2 separate regions of the Canis lupus genome follow, and region 2 is linked to region 1. Evidence: chromatin contacts called from public Hi-C data. All regions are on one chromosome and are shown on one strand. Each heading gives the region's core, a stretch centred on a gene start, on an enhancer-like site or on the middle of the called end of the contact. The rest is flanking DNA. Distances are from core to core; before and after follow the strand shown.

The links. Hi-C and Micro-C count contacts between places; a contact is called where the count stands out from the background.
Region 2: a contact with region 1 is called in a Hi-C map of blood, with 2.5 times the contacts expected there. The contact joins the promoter of PI4KA here to the promoter of SMPD4 in region 1. A contact is called at or near these places in 2 of 9 Hi-C or Micro-C datasets (both in blood).

What each region holds. Positions count from the first base shown.
Region 1 is chr26:30,585,629-30,589,961 of UU_Cfam_GSD_1.0, reverse strand. It overlaps SMPD4 (sphingomyelin phosphodiesterase 4), which reads left to right and starts at 2,538. Exons shown (of 19, transcript XM_038575947.1): 1 at 2,538-2,708. The coding sequence starts at 2,634. It overlaps MZT2B (mitotic-spindle organizing protein 2B), which reads right to left and starts at 1,383. Exons shown (of 3, transcript XM_038575956.1): 1 at 1,182-1,383; 2 at 840-988. The coding sequence starts at 1,345.
Region 2 is chr26:30,796,920-30,801,252 of UU_Cfam_GSD_1.0, reverse strand. It overlaps PI4KA (phosphatidylinositol 4-kinase alpha), which reads right to left and starts at 2,265. Exons shown (of 57, transcript XM_038575976.1): 1 at 2,095-2,265. The coding sequence starts at 2,253. It overlaps SNAP29 (synaptosomal-associated protein 29), which reads left to right and starts at 2,553. Exons shown (of 5, transcript XM_038575974.1): 1 at 2,553-2,967. The coding sequence starts at 2,731.

The DNA.
Region 1 (4,333 bases), core at 1,289-3,788:
AGGACAGGGGGCATAGGTACCCGGGGCCCTGGCACTCCCACCCACAGGGGCCCAGCCTGCCCCCAGCCCGAACACCAGCCCCTTCTCAGGATGTCTGTGAGTGCCTGAGGGCTCTGGCCAAGCATTCAGAGCATTTCTGAAACTGGGAGCAGATGCGACATACCAGGAGGATGCAGATGGAGCTCCACTGTGACACCTTCGTTAGTAGTGCCAGCTTATCCCCCAGTCCTGACTCTCAAGAGTGAGGAGGCCCCTCAAACTGAAGCCTAGTGCTGTGCCCACTCAGGCCTGTGTACCCTGCATCTAGGGCAGCCTGGGGCTGCCACGCTGACCCCTGTCCTGCAATCCGAGCAAGGAAGCTCGGCTGGCTACGTTCCTGAGCAGCACCTGGGCACAGGTGGCCCACAGGTGGAGAGGGCGCAGGAAGGCCTGTGCCTGCCCCACCCCCTGAGCGCTTCCAGGAGGCTTGTACACACCATGAGAACAGGAACCAACACCACCTTGCTCCTGTCTTTGTGGAACGAAAGCACTTCTACCCAGCGCGGCAGCCGCAATCCTAGATGAGCCCTAGCCCGCCTGGGCACCCTGGGCACCCATTTTGCATCCACCTGATCTGGATTCGCACACGGGCACTGTGAAGGGTAGCAACGAAGCCAAAGCTGGGGACTGGAAACCAAGAATGGAGCCCTTGGATGGTCCCTGCAGGTGCTGGGAGAAGACCCACAGTAGCGCCCTGCCGCTCAGGGCCAAGCCTGCCTCGTGTCCCGCGCTGCCCACTCCCTTCCCCCGCCGCCCCCCGCCGAGCCACAGGGGCGGGGAGCGCGGGGCCCGGCTCTGACCTCGGGTCTCGGGCACGCTGGATGTGGGCAGAGACACGGCCGCGGGGTCCTGGGGCTCGCCCGCCAGCCTCTGGCCAGCACACATGGACTTGAGCATCTGGAAGACGGCGAGGGGCGCCACGTTCAGCTTCAGCAGGTCCACCAGGATCCTGGAGAGAACACAGGCGGTGGGCTGTGAGCCCTCCCCGCGCGGGCCTAGGGCGGCCACCGCCCTCGGGTCCCCCAACTGCACTGCGGGCGCGCACAGGGGCCGGGAAGGGGCGGGGGGCGCTGCAGACCAGAGGCCGGGGCGGGGGCGGGGCGGGGCGGGGAGGACGACGCGCACCCCCCGCGCGGGCTCACTTGAACACGTCGGGGTCGATGGCGCCGCCCGCCGCCTGCGCCAGCTCGTACAGCTCCATCTCCTCAGCGCTCAGCACCTTCTTCCGCCGCAGCGCGAGCTTCTGCAGGGCCGCCTCCAGCCCCGGGGGCGCTCCGGGCCCGGGCCCTGCGCCCGGCGCCGCCATGTACCGGACCCCGGGGAGGCGCGCGCCGCGCCCGCCGCTCCGCCGCCGCCGCCGCCGCCGCGCCCCGGCGCTCCCGCAGCGCCCCCTGCCGGCCCCGCCCGCCGTCCTCTCCCCGCCGCGCCCCGGCGCTCCCGCAGCGCCCCCTGCCGGCCCCGCCCGCAGTCCTCTCCCCGCCGCGCCCCGCTCCGCCGCTCCATCCGCAGACGTTTCCCTGCGGGGCGAGGAGGGGTAAAAGCAGGAAGATGCTCGTCTCTAGCCCGAAGGCTGAACGACAGCCTGCATAGCTTTGATAAAGATCAGATAAGGGCCGGTTGCTACATCCTCAAAGGTCTCCTGGCTGCCGGTACGTCTCACGGGTGGTCACTACCGAGCTGAATGATACGCACCAGAGAAACCTTGCGAAAGTAGTTTTAGAAGGAGAAATCCCAAGAAGACATTTGTGACCTAATAATCCCTGCACAGCCCCTCCGATAGAACCGCCAGCCTCATTCAGCACATGTGCAGCAGCTTCTGCCCACGGCTCCTCCTGTCCCTGTGCTACTTCGATGAACTTACTAAGTTGCACCAATAGTCTCAAGAATTCCTTCTCCGGGATCCCTGGGTGGCGCAGCGGTTTAGCGCCTGCATTTGGCCCAGGGCGTGATCCTGGAGACCCGAGATCGAATCCCACGTCGGGCTCCCGGTGCATGGAGCCTGCTTCTCCCTCTGCCTATGTCTCTGCCTCTCTCTCTCTCTCTCTCTCTGTGTGTGACTATCATAAATAAATAAAAATTAAAAAAAAAAAAAGAATTCCTTCTCCACGGTCGTCCTCAGTGATCCCACAACAGGGGTGTGTGTAGGGCGTGCGGGATCCTGTGGCACCGCGGAGACCCGTTTCTGGGCAAGCAGGGTCAGACGGCATTGGTCATTCTCCCTTGGGCAGCAGCACCCACGCAGTGCCTGGCATGTAGTAGGCGCTCGATAAATACCGGTCAGAAGAAAAGTCAGTCCTTGCGGGGTGTAATTATCCCGCGTCGTTTCCCCGATAGGGGGCGCGCCTCCAGGACCGTCTTGACAGCTTCTCTTTCCGCGCACGCGCGCTCCTTCCAGCTCCTACCGCCCGGGAACGCTGGGTTTTAAGAGCGACGGCTGCCCCCGCTGCGCACGCGCACGCGCACGCGCACTCGGAGGTGTAACCCTATGAACCCGGCCTCCGCTGTGCGCACGCGCCTTCTTAAGATAGCTGCGCGCGGAGCCCGCGGTGCGTTTCCCGCTGGGCCGGGGGAGGCGTGACGCCAAGCGCAGCTTGATGACGACATTTCGGCGCCGGGTAGCCGAATGGAGGTCTCCGTCCCTTCGGCGAGCGACTTTATGGGTCCCCCAGGTGAGTGGGGGGAGCCGCTTGCGGGCCGGCCGCCCCCAGGACCTCCGCCGAAGCATCTCACTTCCGGTTCGAGCCGCAGGCCTCGGGCCGGGCGTCGGGGTCCGTGCCCCGAGCCGGGCCGGCAGGCGGGGGAGCCAGGGGCTCGGCTGCGCGCTCATGCCCCCTTCCCGCGCGCCCCGCACACCCGGTCCTGGTGGGTGCTCGGCTAACGTCCGTTGAACGAGTTGGTGGGAGGAGAGATTCGGGTTAATTGCGCCGTGGGGGTGAATTCTCACCCGACTCCTCCCTGTGTGGGCCGGCCTTTCCGAGCCTCAGTTTCTTCATTTGTAATATGAAGATCCCGATGCTCCCTTCTCAGGGCAGTTGTGAGCTGCTAATGGGAGCATGCTCTGCTTCTGCTGCTCAGAGCGCAGCCAGAGGGAGGCCTTGGCCATAGTGTGATTGGCGTTGCGGCTCTGAGACCCCAAACAAGATCCGGAGCAGCCACTGACGAAAGTGGCTGTGAAGTGGCGGATGAAAGGAACCCTTGATACACAGTGGAGAAGGGTGTGTGATGGAGGAGCCTGGCTGCGGCTGGGTTAGAGGACAGGGCGCAGGAGACGCTGCCCGCCCTCCGAAAGATTCTTCTGGGCCTCAGGCCTTCGGCGGCTGCCAGTGCAGGCTGCCTCTGAGCAAGGAGGCCCTCGCACCTCAGCATGGCCAAAGCTCTGCCCTTGGAAACAGGCCAGGATCTTATGCTGTTCTGATCATTTTGCTTTGGTCATTTTAATCGCAGTGTTCTCCTGGTTCAGTACTGAGGCCTCTTAGGTCTTTAAAACTGGATTTGATAGCCAGTACTATTAAGAATTGGAAAAACCCAGGAGGTGTTTTTATTGCCAAGAGGCAGAGATGCACATCTCCTGTCAACTCCTCCACTGCCTCACAGCCTCCTTGCACTTGGTCTTTCCTCATCCACATACACTTCCATTTGCCGCCTCAGCGCCCTTACTCATGCTGTGGGCAGAGCAGTCTCAGGCTCCCTTTCTGTTCAGTCCACATCTGGATTATTTTCAGTTTCTGACCTAGGTGGGCAGAGAGATAGGAATCTAGAGAGTTGCTCCTAATTTTCTGATGGCTTCTTCAAAACCTCCCACGAAAGAAAAAAAAGAAAACAACCTCCCACGACTGAGCTTGCTCATCCCCTCCATTCATCCTCACAGAGCACAGGTGACATTCAGGAGACTTACCCACCTGTCTCTGTAGGAGTTGTCTTAGGAGGTCTGTGCATTAGAATCTTGGCCCTGCCATTTATTTATTTATTTTAAGATTTTATTTATTTATTCATTCATGAGAGACAGAGAGAGAAAGAGGCAGAGACACAGGCAGAGGGTGAAGCAGGCCCCATGCAGGGAGCCCGACGTGGGACTCCATCCCGGGTCTCCGGGATCACGCCCTGGGCTGAAGGTGGCTCTAAACCGCTGAGTCACCCGGGCTGCCCGGTCCTGCCATTTACCAGCTGAGTGAGGGCAAGTGATTTACCTCCTCTCTGCCTCTACTTCTTTATCTGTATTGACGTTGCAGGATTGTTGTGAGGATATATTTTTTTCTTTCTCTCTCTCTCTATTTTTTTAAAGATTTTATTTATT
Region 2 (4,333 bases), core at 1,016-3,515, 210 kb before region 1:
GGACTCGATCCCAGGACTCCAAGATCAAGGCCTGGGCCGAAGGTGGTGCTAAACTGTGAGCCACCTGGGCTGCCCATTTTTTTTTTTTTTTTTTTAAAGGCTGGCATGAATTTGATTTGTTAAGCCAGCACTGTGGTCCATCAGTCAGGCTCATGTAATGCTCACAGTTCTCAATCATTAGGTACCAGGTGCCTGCCTGCCTTTAGTTCTGTCATTTTGTTGATCTTCATAACCTCTTAACACATACTGTTCATGTATTTTGCAGAAGAAAGCAAAGTTCAGATTGGGGAACTCACCTACCCAGAATCACACTAATATAAGCAAATGATACGGGATTTAAATTCAGGTATTCATATCTCTAGAACTCATGTACTTTCTCCTGAATTCCTCCTTCAATTAGAAGTCAAGTTGGCATCAATCTCCCAGGACCTGTTCACCCTACAGGTAAGTTAGAAATCAGATTTAAGAACCCACAAAGCCAAGGACACTATGCAGAGAGCCTAATACAGCATTTCAGCCTCACCCTCACCAGGGCCACAAAACGACTCTCAACTGCAGCAGATGGGTCTCCAGTCTCTACCACTTTTCTCCTACTCTTAGACGACAGATCTCTTTGTACCTGCCAGAAAGCTGCATCGGAAAAAAACAAAAAACAAAAAACATCGCATAGGGTGTCTCGGTGACACAGCTGATCCAGCAGCCAGCTCTTGGTTTCAGCTGGGGTCCTGATCTCAGGGTCATGAAATCCAGCCCAGCTCTGAAGTCCGCAGTCCACCTAAAACTCTCTAACCTTCTCCCTCTACCCCTCCAGATCATGCATATGCTCTCTCTCTCCCTCTCTCTAATAAATAAATCTTAATTTTATTTTTTTTAAGATTTTATTTATGTATTCATGAGAGAGAGAGAGAGAGAGAGAGGCAGAGACACAGGCAGAGGGAGAAGCAGGCTCCATGCAGGGAGCCTGATGTGGGACTCGATCCCGTGACTCCAGGACCACCTCCTGGGCCAAAGGCGGCGCTAAACCGCCAAGCCACCCAGGGATCCCCTAAATCTTAATTTTAAAAAAGAGAAAGGAAAAAATGAATACCACCCCTTCAGTCCTAACACCCCATAATTAATCTCATCACAGGTTGGTTGGGGAGGAAAGCTGATGTTTACTGCTCACCCACTCTACGGAAGGCCCTTTATGCTTGAATTCGTTTACTCCTCAAGAACCACTGCATTTCACCCATAAGGAAACAGGCTCTCAGAGTTGAAATAACTTGCCCAAGTTATATTATGGGAGGACCAAGAGAGAAAGTGCGGGGAACAAACAGGTCTGACTCTAAAATCTGGGTTCTTTCCACCAGTGGAGGCACACCTTTGAGTTTCCTTTCACCTTTCTCCCGAGGCAAAGAAAGTCCCCCCGGCATCAATTCGCCTTCCTCCTCTGAAGCAATCCTGAATTCAATCCTCTGCCCGCTGACACTTCATTCCTCCTCGCTGCCACCATCCCTCTTCAAAACACCATCTCCTACCAGTCTAATGCCCCCTCTAGACTCACAGAAAGACAACGCGCCGATCTGCATTTCAGAAGCTCTTTCAGATGTACTGTTTCATCCTCCCTTCACAGCAGCGTGAGGCGGGCAAAGCAGGTAAGCACCCCCCTCCTCGCCCCCCACCCCCCTTTACGAGAACAGCATCTCTCCAAGGTCACGGAATAAGCAGCAGAGGAAGTCGGGAGCTGAGCCCCTAGGGTTCGACTCTGGTCCTTTGCTCTTCCCACAGCTTCTCCCTGCCTGCCGCCCCCGCCCCTGCGATGTCACAAGGTGCCTCCTTGGCTCAAACCCCGGCCTGTGGCTCAGGTCCCTCTCGCGCCACCGACCCGCCAAGTCCCCGTCTGCCCTGCGCACTCCTTGCCCAAACCACCCCGTTACCCACCTCTCTCTTCACCGGCGATCTCCACCCACGGGCCTCCTCACCACCCCCCGTCCTGTCACAGGCAGCTGGCGAGCCCTGTTCAGCCTCCCACAGACCCTCGCCCCGCCGATCACCCGCTTTGCCGCCCCGAACCCCCTTCTCCTGTCAGCCCGAGGCCCGGGCGGCCAAGGCTACCTTCTCCAAAGACGCCGGTCTCTGCACGGCCAGGGAGCGGGCCAACGACAGGACCGTGTTGAAGTAGAAGCCCCTCGAGGAGCTGGAGCCGGAGCTGGAGCCGCCGCCGCCGCCGGAGCTGCCGCCGCCCCCTCCCCGGGCCGCGGCAGCCGCCATCATCGCGCGCGCGGCGGCGCTGCCCGCGGGCTCCTCGCACCCGGCCTGCGAGCGCCACAGCCCACGGCGCAGGCGCGGCGGCATCCGCCTTCCCCGCCACGTGACCTCTGTTGTCGACACCGAGTGGGGCGTGGCCGCGGGGCGGTCCCACCGCGGGAGGGGAGAGAGAAGCCGAGCGGTCGGCCGCGGCCGCGCGCACGGGGCGTGGCCCCCCCCAAGCCGCCGGGCAAGATGGTCAGCTCCGGAGGCGGGGCTTCCCGCGCACGCCAGGCGGAAGGAGCTCGCTCCGCGACCTGGGCGGGTGGGGCGGGGGCGCGCGGCGCTGGACGGCGAGCGGCGGAACCGCGGGGCTGCCGCGCTGTGGGCGCTCCCCGAGGGTCCCGGGAGGACCGCCTGGACCCCTGCGGGCCCAGAAAGGCCGTTCCCCGCCTTGGCCGCACACCTCCTCCTCCTGCCCAGACCGAGACGAGCGCCGGCACCATGTCGGCCTACCCCAAGAGCTACAACCCGTTCGACGACGATGCGGAGGATGAGGGCGCCCGGCCGGCCCGGTGGAAGGACGACCGCGACGTCGCCGACGGGCCCTGCACGCCCGCGGACAGGCAGCAGTATCTGCGGCAGGAGGTGATGCGCGTGGCCCAGGCCACAGCCGCCAGCACCGAGAGGTCCCTGTCCCTCATGTACGAGTCCGAGAAGGTCGGCGTCGCGTCTTCCGAGGTGAGTCTGCAGCAGAACAGGGCGGCCCGGCCGCTCTGAATTGTCACACGCGCTCAAGGAACTTTAGTCGTACCAAGAGGTGGGTATCTTGAATACTCCAAAGAGGCAGTTTGCCCCCAGTAATCTTTCTTAGTTACAGCAGAGCTCGGGCTAGAGAGATTGAGCGTCAGGTTCTTTCATATAATTGCCTGCGCAGGATTCCAGATCCAGGGGTTTCACCATTACTCCTCGAGTGACCCAGAGTGGGTGCTGCTGTGGAAGGCGTCGGAGCAGATGAGCCTTAGGTCCTCCCCTAGCGCTGACCACTGCTCCGCCTCACCCGCAGAGGTGATGAGGTCTGTGGGCAGCTGCTCAGTAAGCCGTAGCGCAAGTGTGATCGAGGCTAGGGCCTTACATTTACTTAACCAAATCCAAAGGGAGATGTCCCAGACAGTGTGTGATCTGTGACTATCCGTTTCTCCACTTCACCTTTGTCAGTTCGTCTTTCCACCCGTGGGAGATTTCAGGGACCCTGAGTGAGAATGGTTCTTTCTTAGGCACCACATTTTTTCCTCAGCCTACTAATGAAATGGTTTGGTATGGGCATTTTTATTTAAGTTCTTAAAAATGTAATAGTAGGTTATCGATTAGCTCAGCTAACGTTAATCTACAGCATTTGTAGCTTTGAAACTTAGTGGAAGCTGAAGTGTTGTTTTCTTCCATGGGTCTCTTTGTAACTCTTTTCTCTGGCAGAGTTCTTTCTGACCTGATCACTTCCAGTCTTGGGCAGTTTGAATATGTGGATTAATTTCTCAAATAGTCACCTGGGTCATTTCCCCCCTTGCCACTTTCTTGGCTATTTTCCTTCTGCACCTCTCCTGTTACAGTATCCCTCATTGGCCCATTTTCCTGTCTTTGGCTTCCTTAAGGAAGTTTAGCTGTAGTTCTTAGAGCTCATATCTACTGGATTCCTGAATGGCAAGTGTTGATTAAGGTTTGGGAGGATTACCTAAGATCTTAGGGGAAGTAAGTAGTAGAGGAGTTACTGGAGTACTGGAGGGGTCCCAGGTCCAAGGAAGCCAAGTAAGAACTGTTTGAAGGGAAAAAAAAAAAGAACTGTTTGAAGGGACATCTCTGGAAACAGAACAGGGACGCCTCTGAGTGGCTCAGTGGTTGAGCGTCTGCCTTCGGCTCAGGGCGTGATCCTGGTATTGAGTCCCACATCGGGCTCCCCACAGGGAGCCTGCTTCTCCCTCTGCCTGTGTCTCTGCCTCTTTCTCTTTCTCTTTCCCTGTTTCTCTCATGAATAAATAAATAAAATCATAGAAAAAGAAACAGCAAATGAAATGGGAAATCAGAATGATAAAAGTAGGGTGTCATGGCCTAG